2 separate regions of the Mus musculus genome follow, and region 2 is linked to region 1. Evidence: chromatin contacts called from public promoter capture Hi-C data. All regions are on one chromosome and are shown on one strand. The core of a region is the stretch at or near the end of the contact, and the rest is flanking DNA. Distances in the headings are between cores, read along the strand shown. Region 1 holds the start of Kyat3 (kynurenine aminotransferase 3). Region 2 holds the start of Ccn1 (cellular communication network factor 1).

Region 1 (6,136 bases), core at 911-3,410:
AGTTCCCACCCAGCAGAGGCTTGCCTGTGTTCACATCAGGTTCTCACCCAGCAGAGGCTTGCCTGTGTTCACACCAGGTTCTCACCCAGCAGAAGCTTGCGTGTTTTCGTGATTTCTGATGTTAGCTGGGAGATGTGCAGTGAACCCACATCTAGAAGACTACTGTTGAACTTTTCCCAAGGGCAGTTTTGATGATTATCATCTACATATACACCTCATATCTTCAATCACTTTCCCTACTATAATAATATGTAAATTTAAGACAACAGTTCGAAGATGATTTGACTAGTTTAAATTGCAAGTGCTAGCAGCTGAACTGCATTCAACCCAGAGAATATATGTGGATGGAGACAGAAAGAGACAGAGAAACCTTTGCAATCTTTTTGAGGGTAAATGCACACTTTCTGCTAAGGCTTCTGAAACATTTAAATTAATGCCAACATCACTATTATTGCCTAGCTGGGAAGCACTAATTTACAACTCACAAGCTGAGCAAGCATCTGCATGTCTGTATCTCTTGGCATTCTAGAGGCTGAAGCAGAAGGGTGTCTGAATTTGGGGGACAATGGGCTAAGTAGCTAAAACAGTCAAGGGTGCACAGTGAGATCCTATCTTGAAAACAAAAGGACAAACAAAGAACAGTAAACTCAACTTGTAGATTCCATGTTTTGCTCCAAGATGGCTGCAGCCAGCAAATTGACATTCTAATGAGCAAGGAAACCACAAGTCAAAGAAACGGTAAAGGCAGCAGTCCACCATGTGGGCAGTGTAATTATATCAGAAACTAGGAACACAGTGGTCATGAAACATACCCTGTGTTTTGAAATAAGAAACTAGCAGCTTACTGTAATGGTTGTATGTGAAAAGGAGAAGAGAGAGAAAGGAAAGGGACACCGAGCAGCCACTTAGCCTCAAAAACCTTGAGAACGAACTGCGATGTTCCCCAATTCAACCTCAGCAATATCAACAGAACACCGACTGCAGATAAAGCCATTCCAGATCGTCATGAGTTTTAGGTCCAAAGGGGAAAACTCCAAGAATCCCGAATATGGACAGACCCGCTGACTGGGTTCAAAATGAAGGCTTGCCTCACCTCAAGCTCCACTGTAGAATTTCAGGGAGAGACAAAAGTTCACCCTCATCCTTAAGGACCTCTGAAACCTTCTGTCTGCCAGGAAAATCCACTTGCCTATTAAGATACAAAGTGCCTACCAAAGCCACAGAGCTCTCAAGCCCTCCTCCCCTTCTATTCTAAACTTCCAGGCTGTTCCAATTCACAGGACAAACACACACACACACACACACACACACACACACACACACACACACACCTGAAGCTGCAGCCACCGGTTTTTCTTTATAACTCGCAAGGTTTTTCCTGCTATTCCCTCTGCTCTGGAGAGACAGCCCTTGCCAGTCTGCCTCTCTGCTCTCTTCCCATAACTGCTTTGGACTTTCCCCAAATCCTCTAGTTATTCTCTCTCTCCTATATCTTAGGTAAACATCTTCTTCCCACCATGGGTCGGTCAGTTCAGCAGCCTGCCTGTGCCCTTGCTTACAATGAGCACCTTTAATGTTCGTAACAAAATACAGAAGCGCTTGGCTCACTGTGGCAAGGTCAGTGCATCCAACCAAATCCGCTTTTGTTCCTTCCTACAGGCGTGAGTACAGCGTTCAGCCGCTCTCGTGAACTACAACACCTCGACTCCTTTAAACGCAAGAGGAAGAAAATCTAACCCCCAAGCTGTGCTCTTAACAGCTTGTCCTCCCGCTTCAGTGTCACTTCCTCCGCCTTTTAGGTCCTGCATCACTTTACAGTTCCGAAGGAAAGATTCCCTCTCCCTCCTCTCTCCCCATCAGAGGGAACACATAGACAACTACACAGGCCGGCCTCTCAAGCATTTTCAAGTCTTTCTCCTAGAACCTGCTTCGAATCCACGCAGCGGAGATTTAAAAACAGTTCTGCTCCAAACAGTCGCACACTTCCACTTTTTCCTGGATACTCAGCCAAGGCCACGCCCTGTCCCCTAGCCTGGGAGCTTCTTGTGCACTCTCACAGGGCGCGCCACGATTGGAGAAATCCGTAACCAATCTGTAGCCTTAGCCCTGATACCGGAGCCAATCCCTGGTCAGAGCCACGAACCGCCTCCACCCCGCCTCCTCTACAATCAGGAGGGTTCCTGCTGCACTCTGCTTCTGGATCCCCGAGTGCATTCCGCCAGGAACCCCGGCGACACCTAGCGACCTCCGGACTAAGGCCAGGGACGCATTGGAACCAGGAGAACGATGTAAGCGGGCGGGACGTAGTGAGCGGTGACTCGGCCCGGGGCATACAGAGTTTGCGGAGCCGGGAGCCAAAGGGAGGTCGGCGGGCAGGAGAAGCGCCCGTACTAGGCACATGGTCGGACCACAGCGGAGACTGTGGGATTTATCTTGGGGTTGACAGGCTTTTCTTTGGAGAAAAGTCCACCCTTGTCCCTTTTACTCTTGATTGTGTAGTCTGGGTGTTTAGAACGCACCTTTGCAAGGGCAATACTGACTTCAGTTCATCCGTGAAAGATGTTTGTGTTTGTTTCTTGAGACAGTCTCTTCTTCTGGAAGTAGTTTTGTGGCAAAGGAACTTTTTAATCCTCCTATCTCCACTCCCACACACCCGACCCACACACCCAGTGCTAAGATTAGAGGTGTGCGCCACCGCTGCTGGTTTTATTCGGTGCCTAGGTTGGAACCCAGAGCTTCATCCCTACTAACTGAGCTACCTCCCTAGCCCAGATAAGGCGAAAGTTCAGGGTTGGAAAAGCAGTTAAACCAGAAGCTTGAGATTATCTTTTCGGAGCTTTGCAAAAGACAAAAGCAGTCTTAATTGGTGGTGTCTGAAGGTCAAGCATTCTTGTAGATCTGAGCCGCTCGCCCCTAAGCACCTCCATTCAGTGTTCCACCTATGGGCTGCTGGGTAGGTAGGTGGCACACGGGAAGCTTGCTCAGGGCTGCAGCCAGCCAGCCTGTAAATCTGTTCAACTTTTGCCTGTGTGCGGTACCCTAATTTCGGCATCAGGTGACCATACCGCTTCCCTTGTGAGAGAATCTCACTTTCACGCGGCCTTAAAGCCCGTTTTGAATGGTGCCTCTTAACTCTTATGCTGATAATGCCTCTTAACACTTATGCTGATAAACTTGACTGTGTTTTTTATTCATGCTTCACCTCTTCATATGGCCTTGAATGCCTCTGTACTTTGAAAGCTAGAACCCTGTTCACCTCGCTCTGTTGCAATTAGCGAACTTTATAAACACTCTAGAACCCGGCTAACAGGTATGGCATGTGGTGAAAATAAAGGGAGCAGTGTTATTTATCAAGAGGCTGTCTCTGATAAATCTTTCTTGAGCTTTTAGGTAACCTGAAGGTTCCTGACGTTTTCAGATTGCTAACACAACTATTCTTTATGTCTGTATACCTCCTATGGGTCAGATTTGTAACTTGGTAGTTTGAGTGGTAAATTCAGAGCACTAAACTTTAACCATGTTTAAACTGAGTTGTGAATGCTTTGCCTACCTTTGAGATTTGCGTTTTTCCTTCAACTTTTAACCTCTAGGTTGCCCACGGTCTTCCAGTTCTGAATCAGTCCACCCTAGAGATGATAAAATGGTAGTTTTAGTTTTCTGTTGATCCGTGTGTATCTAACATGGGTTTCATATTTGATATACCCTATGCCATGATTAGATTGCCTGGGTCACCCTGACTCACATATCTCTGGTTTTCTTCACAGACCCTTGAGCTTAAGGAGAAACCAAAAGCCAACAACTTTTTTTTTTCTTCTAATTTCATGACATTTGAATGTATATATCAGTTTAGTTTATCCATGAATATCAATGTACAGCGTTCTAGCAAAAAACACATTTAAAAGTCAAAAGCCATGCAGATGTAATGAGGCTAGTAATCCCATTTGGGGGGTGAAAGCCAGAGGATCAGGAGTTCAAGGTCACCCTTGCCTTGAGGATAGCCTGGTCTACATAAGACCTGTCTCAAAAATAAATAAATGAGGTCTGTCAATGGTGGCACACATCTTTAATCCCAGCACTTGAGAGGCAGAGGCTGGCAGATTTCTGAGTTCAAGGACAGCCAGTGCTATACAGAGAAACCCTGTCTTGAAAAAAAACAGGGCTGGAGAAATGGCTCAGTGATTAAGAGCACTGACTGCTCTTCCAGAGGTCCTGAGTTCAAATCCCAGCAACCACATGGTAGCTCACAACCACCCATAATGAGATCTGATGCCCTCTTCTGGTGTGTCTGAAGACAGCTACAGTGTACTTATATATAATAAATCAATAAATCTTTTAAAAAAAGAAAAAAAAACAAAATAATAAGAATAAGAATAGAGAAACCCTGTCTCAAAAAAAAAAAACAAAATAATAATAATAAATAGGAAAACTAGCTTTCTTCTCAGGCTCAGAATCTGTAACTGAATCAAGTGTGTTTGCCCCCTTGGTGATTGAAAAGCCAATAAGCCAACTTGGCAATAAAAGAATGGGAAAAGTTAATTATATCTAACAACTTGGCAATACACTATATTTAATTCCCAAGTCAAAAATCACAAGGGCTACCTACACCTATACAGCTACTTGAGTGGCCAAGGGTGGAGTCAGGACTAGCCTGAGGCTATATAAGGAATTGGAGGCAGTTTAGTTTGCCCAAGCTTCAAAAGAAAATAAGAACTGGAAACATAGTTAAGACTGCTAGAGAGCTTTGCCTAACCTGGGCATGGCCCTAGGTTCGAAGGAACTCAGGGACACACAGTCCCTTTTTCGGGGACAGCATTTGCATAGGCAAGACTTGTCATCAAGTGTGCAAATCCACGCTCAAGTCCTAATGTGTGCACCCACAGCAAACCCTTCTCCCAGTGAGCCATGTCTGACCCCTTCCTAGTTTAAGAAGTGAGAAGAAACACCATGTAGTGTTACAGCTGCCTTACACACTCAGAATAAAAGCTGATGGTTGATGAGTTCTGTTTGCTGGGATTTCTTTCCAGTTCTAAGTAGCTGGGCAGTCGAGAAGCTTCATTGCCCAGATCTCCCTGCATTTTCCTGAGACTGAATGATTTCCCTACGGGTACAGAAGCAGTTCCCAATGAATCCTTCTTGTGTAACTGGAGACTCTTGAAATAGTTGTCCAGGAAACCCATCTTCAAAACTAATGTAAGATCCATAGCTTCTCATTTGTCAAGAACCTGTTTGAAGAAGCCAAGTGTCATGGCACATGCGTGCAATTCCAGCACTTTGGAAGTCGGGGAAGGAGGATCAGGAGTTCAAGGCTCGCCTCTGTTACATAGAAAATTCAAGGCCAGACTGGACCTCATTAGACCCCCGTGTCAAAACGTTAGGGAGTTAAGGGATGGATGTTCTGACAATCCAGTTTCACTCTTTGGCAGAGCTGGGATTGCAGACCCTCCCCTCTGGGCCCAGCTTATACACTGTCTTTTTACTACTAGTGATTGTTACCCAGATGGCCACAACTGAAATTTGACTAGTTCCTAAATGATCTAGTCTGGATATTAAAACTTCTAGAAGTTGTCTTTTTATTTACTAAAATTTCATGTTCACGATGAGATCAAAGATATTTATTATTATTATTATTATTATTATTACTACTACAGGATCTCACTCTGTAGACCAGTCTGGGCTTTTCACAGATACCCACCTGGCTCTGCCTCCAGAGCACTGGGATCAAAGGCCACCATACCTGGCCTTAAAAATTAATAATTTAATTTAAAATATCTTCACAAATCTCAATGCAAAATGACTTAATGTCAATCTCAATAAAACATCAGTGGATCTGAGGGGATGTCTCAAAAGAATACCTTTATTTATTTAAGAATACTGAAGCACCACAGGGGAATGCAGTGGTCATTTTCAAAGGGGACTCAAGGGGAGGTGGCTTTAGGGTTTTTCTTTTCTTTTAAGGTATTGGGATTAAACACAGGACTTTTCCTTGTGCATGGCAAGTACTCCTCTACTGAGCTGCATGCTCACTCAAGATTTTGAGACAGTCTTGCTAGCCCAGGCTAGCCACAAACATGATCTCCCCACTTTACTCTTACAACTGCTAGGATTTCCAAGGACACTATGATCAGCACATAGGGGT
Region 2 (6,136 bases), core at 2,254-4,753, 2.9 Mb after region 1:
AAATATTGAAGCAGCTTCTCTAATTTTTAGATACACTTCATCCATGCAGCTGTGGTCAGAGGTTACTAAAAGGTTCCCCACCTCTACTTGCACCACACACAGAATCACCCCGAAGCTAAAATAAGAAACAAGTGCCGCACTTGTTCGGGGTAATGGGGTAACTCTTAGGCTTTCATTTCAATCCTTGTAAAAATAAATCATTGTTTTAGGTTAACAAATTCAATTTCTGCTTCCTTTTTCTGCTTCACAAATGCCCGTGTTCAGTACTTCGCCCTCCAAGCTGACAGCTTATATGCCACCATTGTTCCCTAAAGATTTGCAAGGGCAGCCACTTTCCTAACAGTTCACTGTCACCCAAGTAGGGCACCTAGAGTAGTTCTTGACACATAGTAGGTCCTCAGGGGAAAAAAATCCTGTTGGAATGATTGACAAGAACAGTTGTTCCTGATTGCCTGGATGGGTTCTAAAAATACCAAACAACATACATTCAGATATTAGGTAAATATTTCTTTATTAAATGATTAATTTTATAAATAAATTCTCTTCACTGATATAAAATTAAAATCATTTACAAATTATTCCAGTATTACATTTCCCCTCCCTCCCCAAAAGCTACACTTTGATAAATAAAAAAACATTCAATCTTAAAACACCTGGTTTCTGTTTGCAGTTTTAGAGTGCAGGTAGCTGCCCCAAGGACACTCACAGAGTGTCCCCCCTCCGCTCGGGAAGGAATGAGAGGCGCTTTCATTTACTTCTGTCAAAGGACAAGCAGGGCTTTCACTTGGCCCAACTAATCTTATTTTGTCTCTATTACAATTGTAGAACCAAGAAAGGGGGGGGGGGGTCTGGAGCAAAAAAATACACTTAGCAAATAATTTACAAACAGAAAACAGAACGTCATCCGTAAACATGCTCCAATATGGAGCAATAATGCCCGCTCCAGTACTATGAAGCGAAGTCTTCTCCAACTGCGGCTGCGCTGCTGTCCGTCCACATCAGCCCCTTGGCATTCTCCAACTGCGGCTGCGCTGCTGTCCGTCCACATCAGCCCCTTGGCAGTTTTGAAATACCCTAATGCTACTCAAGAATGAGCAAGGCACCATTCATCCTCCGCCCACCCACGTCTCCATGATGCTTGCGCTTCTCCTCTGTCCAGCCCACACTAGGAACCCTGGAGGCACTTAGTCCCTGAACTTGTGGATGTCATTGAATAGGCTGTACAGTCGGAACGATGCCTCGTTGGGATGCGGGCAGTTGTAGTTACATTTGCAGGACTGGATCATCATGACATTCTTGGAAAACATCTCTCCATCTTCGCATCGGAACCGCATCTTCACAGTTCTGGTCTGCAGAGGTGTGCAGCACCGGCCATCTACGCAGGAGCCGCAGTATTTGGGCCGGTATTTCTTGACACTGGAGCATCCTGCATAAGTAAATCTGACTGGTTCTGGGGATTTCTTGGTCTTGCTGCATTTCTTGCCCTTCTGGAAGAAAGAACAAAAGAAAGCCAAGAATGAGGATTGTTGTTTTTTTGTTTTTGTTTGTTTGTTTGTTTGGAGGTATGCTTTTAACCACTGTACATAGTGTTGGGCTTCATAAAGACAATTTCTTTTCAGATATATCATGGACTTTTCTTTTTTTCTTTTTTGAACAGAGGCTCATATCCCACCCACCTGTGGGGTCATCACGGTCAAGCCCTGAAAGAAACTTACTTTTAGGCTGCTGTACACTGGTTGTCCACAAGGACGCACTTCACAGATCCGGGTCTCTTTCACCAGGCGGCACTCTGGGTTGTCATTGGTAACTCGTGTGGAGATGCCAGTTCCGCAGCTCTTGGAGCACTGGGACCAAGACGTGGTCTGAACGATGCATTTCTGGCCATGGGCGTGCAGAGGGTTGAAAAGAACTCGCGGTTCGGTGCCAAAGACTAGAAAGATAAAGGAAATGGAAGGCTTCTTAGATGCTTGCATACACACACTGGTTTCTACAAAGTTGCAGACCAAGAAAGCATTTCTGCACAGTGTCTTAAGGACTCTATATCCACTTACCAGGAAGCCTCTTCAGTGAGCTGCCTTTTCCAATTGCGATTAACTCATTGTTTCTCGTTAACTCCACCTCCGAGGCATCGAGTCCGAGGAGGTCATCCTGGTCGTCCAGGGAGTCCTTAATGCTGTCTTCATCACAAACCCACTCTTCACAGCACTGCCCGCTGACTTTCACCAGCCGGGGGTTGGGACAGCCCAGATTGGGGAGAGACAGTTCTTGGGGACACAGAGGAATGCAGCCCACGGCGCCATCAATACATGTGCACTGGTGTTTACAGTTGGGCTGGAAGCTTTCCCCGTTTTGGTAGATTCTGGAGTTATATTCACAGGGTCTGCCTTCTGACTGAGCTGCAAAGACGACCAAAAGAGAGAGAGGAGAAGGTTAAGATTCGCCGCCACAGGCTGAAACTCATACATATTTTCCGCTGTTCAATTCAATGTATGGTAAAGTTCCCTACAGTTCCCCCGAGACTCCAGAGCTGAACAATAAGTTAGTCAGGAATCACTTTTCCGTATGCGCTTTTCGTTGGGCCCAGACACTCTGAATTGCATTCCAGACTGCTGAAATCATGTGCCTTTCTGCCAAGCTACCATCAACAAAGCGTCCACCATACATGGTCTCAAAATTACTAAACTTCTGGACTATGGGGACTATTATTTTTTTTAAAGGGGCCAAACCACAAGCCTCTTACCTCTGCAGATCCCTTTCAGAGCGGTGGAGCTGGCGCCGAAATTGCATTCCAACCCCTTGGTGTGGTCGCAGGGCTGAGTTTTGCTGCAGTCCTCGTTGAGTTGTTTAGCGCAGACCTTACAGCAGCCGCAGCCGTCCCGGACCAACCCGACTCCCGGGGCGCACTTGGGTGCCTCCAGAGGGCAGTGGCAGGCGGCGGGGCAGGTGGAGAGCGCCTGCAAGAGGGAGAAGCGCGTGAGATTGCTTTGCATTGCTCGGGGAGGCACGTAAACTGCCCTGAGCCTAGGTCTGGCTGTGGGGCTCCGTCCACCAGAAGTGTCTCGATCGCGTCCCGGCAGCCTGACCACCCCAGCGGCTGCGTCCCAGGAAGAGGCCCCCTGGGCATAAAGCAACAGCTACCTCCGAACTTTTCAGTCTAACTTTCCCTGCGGTGAAAGATCATGGCCCGGGGAAAGGAATCGATGAGGGCAGACCGGGAAGCAGTGGTTAAAAAAAAAAATCCAACTCACCAGTCTGGTCAAGTGGAGAAGGGTGACGGCGACAGCGAGCGTCCTGAAGGTGCTGGAGCTCATTGTGGCGCGCAGGAGGAACCGGGGCGAGCGCGGCGACACAGAACCAACAAGCCGGCGAGCAGCGGGATCAAATGCGCCCGGAGTGCGGTGAGGCGAGGGCCGAGGCGGCGGGTGTCCTTCTCTCGAGGTGCTGGCGGAGGAGGCGCAGAGATTGCAGGCGCTTCTCTGGGGCGCTCTCGCTCACGGTCTGCCCCAGCGCCGGGAGCCCGCCCTTTATAATGCCTGCCTAGGCGCCGCGTGTTGCAGTGACGTAGCTCTGTCGGCGCGTTCTAGAATTCTCAAACATCTCAGGAATGTTGGTTGGCGCGGGCTGCTGCCAAGCACCTCCCCTGGCTCCGTTGCACCTTTTCCCCCCTCTTCTCAGATCCATCAGAGAGAAAAAAAAGTTCGTTTTTTTCCACTTTAAATAACAACTTCCTTTGGGGAGGGCGGGATGCTTGGGGCGCGAGGGTGATGATTTTGATTGAAGAGGGTATATGGGGGGGGGGGGCGTGGTGTATGTGTTGGTGTGAACCCTTCAGATCTTTGCCTAGACATGGGAGGGCGGGAGACAGAGGAACAAAAGTGGTTTTGTTTGGTGATGCCTACCGGGAAAGGCAGCGAGCTGTTTGCTTGTTTACAACCAAGGTGAGAGTAAAGTTATCTACTGAGAGTCCAAAGGGGAGGGGGAGTTGGTTTCTAAGCCAGGGATCTATTTGTGGACTTCAAAGAGGCATGCTCGGATCAAGTCCCAAAGCTTTGGCATGATGTTTATTAGCCAAGAGAAGTGTATTGCAAATTAATACCCGGAGTGGCATTTATGAATGGGGGGGGGGAGGGAAGCTTCCCTCTTCGCTGGCATATTTCCAGCCAGAGGTCTTCCCTCATCCCTCCCCCTTTTTTTTGGTATGTTGTACTTGTTTGTTTTTGGAGGTTCCCAGTTTTAGTTCCAGCCCACTGCCTGCATTGGAAATCCAAGAGGAAACGAGTGCAGAGTTCTCCCGGAGCCTGACGTCCACTTCCTCACGGATGCCGGAGGCCGGGTCAACCCTCCTGGCCTCTCTCCCTGGACTGGCGGCGGTGGAAACTGAGCAGCCAAAGCAGAAGCGGAGGAGACCACCGTGGAGTGACTTGTCCTGAAATCACCAGGTGCAAAAGCTACCGGGACAAAACAGATTCTAACAGGACCATTGTGCCCTGTGGATAGCTGGAAAAAAGACTCGGGGTGTTTGCAGACACCCTCCCCCACCGCCCCCTATGTGTCTCGCTGTGTGTATTTGTTTGCCCCCCCCCCGTGTGTGTGAGTGTGTGTGTGTGTGTGTGTGTGTGTGTGTGTGTGTCTGGGCCCGTCCATGTGTTTAACTCCTTTGTTTTGGATCACTTAGAAGCCTTCTTTTTCAAGGGTAGTGCAGTGGCTCCCTCCAAGTTCCGAGACATGAGGGATTTAGAAGGCAACACTGTAATAGAGGAAGTTGGGTTTTAAGATCTTATTAAACATACAACTGAAGACACCCCTCCCACACAAGACCCTATTTGGGGTTATTAATGCCATTCATAAACTGGGATAGCTTTTCTTCATTTTTAATATTTAGGGCCTCTCTGCCTTTGCAGCTTCGCGATCTTGCTTAAGAGAGCCTCCTGCGTTGCCTGTTCTATGAATGACTCCAGTGAGAAGGAGAGGCTGTTGCGCACACTCCAGTGAAGACAGCTGTTACTGGAAAGAGTTAAGTTCATTCATTCAAAAGCGCCCTTTCGTAAGTCCTGGAGGAATTTGCTAGAGGCGGTAGGTTCTCCAAGGCTTTCTGGGGGTGGGGACTTTTAAAGACAATGGGTTGTCAAGTGTTATGCAAATAATGAAAGCAAAGCCTAGGCCTGGTCCCCTCGGCTGGCCGATTTATTAGAGAACAGTTCCTCCTGCGCACAGTTCATTGTTTCCATCTTAGGGAAGCTCGGGAGGGTAGGGGGTGAGGGTGGAGAAGGCAAGGAACAGGGTAGAAGGAGGCGCTGGAGAAACAGAATGGAGAGGAGGGTTCCTGGCTTCTGTTGTGGCGTCTTTTCTATTTGACTTCATGGTTGTAAGTATTTCCAGATGGTGAATCAGACACCAGACGTAACAATATTTCCATATTTGGGTATAGCAGTAGCCTGCGTTTTTAACATTTTTCTCCCTCTGTTATCCAACCACAAGGCATTCTTGACAGCTTCAAATGTTGTTAAATATAGACTTAACTTCTGTTCCCAGAGCAGGAAATTCGTTGGAATTCCTTGTTTTTCACGCAATCTGTCTATCATGATTTAAAATAAAGTTGCAGTGGATGATCCAACTGGCCTGAATATGCTGTGTTCCTTTGCTGAGGGGAGTTGGAGGGTGAGGGGGGGAAGCCTAGAGGTCCGGTATACGGCACAGCGTTCAAACAGACACGCCATTCCATAGATGCCTTTAAAAATCAGATTAAAGTTTTCTAACGAGGATGTGTGGGGTTTTGTTTCTGGACTCCAACTGGGCAATCTCGGAGAATGGGATTGTCCCAGAGGAGACGCGGGGAGAACATTAGCGTCAGCTGTCCATTTAAAGCAGCGGGTGTGTGGTGAGAAGAGGAGGGGTGCTGGAGTCGTCAAGGCCAGGAGGTGCTGGAGGAGGAGAGGCTGCGGGAACCTCTGTGCATCGCCTCTGCAGACAGCATGCTGGGAACCAGGAGAAACAGCGGCTGCTTAAGTCCTTGCCTAGGATGGTCCAGCAACTCCAGACGTGCTGTCGCCTTCTCACCTCCTCTGCTGAGAGCTACAGATCCTTCGTTGACAGACAGGGAGGGAAATGTGCAAATGGAGTGGGTAAGTGTCCCTTC

The links. Promoter capture Hi-C pulls out the DNA fragments that hold promoters and counts their contacts.
Region 2: a promoter capture Hi-C map of liver shows a contact between it and region 1, with 7 times the contacts expected there. The contact joins the promoter of Ccn1 here to the promoter of Kyat3 in region 1. A contact is called at or near these places in 2 of 39 promoter capture datasets (both in liver).

The regions. Positions count from the first base shown.
Region 1 is chr3:142,698,888-142,705,023 of GRCm38.p6, forward strand. It overlaps Kyat3 (kynurenine aminotransferase 3), which reads left to right and starts at 2,161. Exons shown (of 14, transcript NM_001293560.1): 1 at 2,161-2,288.
Region 2 is chr3:145,646,482-145,652,617 of GRCm38.p6, forward strand. Ccn1 (cellular communication network factor 1) reads right to left here and starts at 3,504. Exons shown (of 5, transcript NM_010516.2): 1 at 3,249-3,504; 2 at 2,741-2,954; 3 at 2,052-2,396; 4 at 1,716-1,930; 5 at 490-1,487. The coding sequence starts at 3,311. The coding sequence ends at 1,185. It overlaps Gm17501 (a long non-coding RNA gene), which reads left to right and starts at 3,596. Exons shown (of 3, transcript XR_003954574.1): 1 at 3,596-4,439; 2 at 4,902-6,122.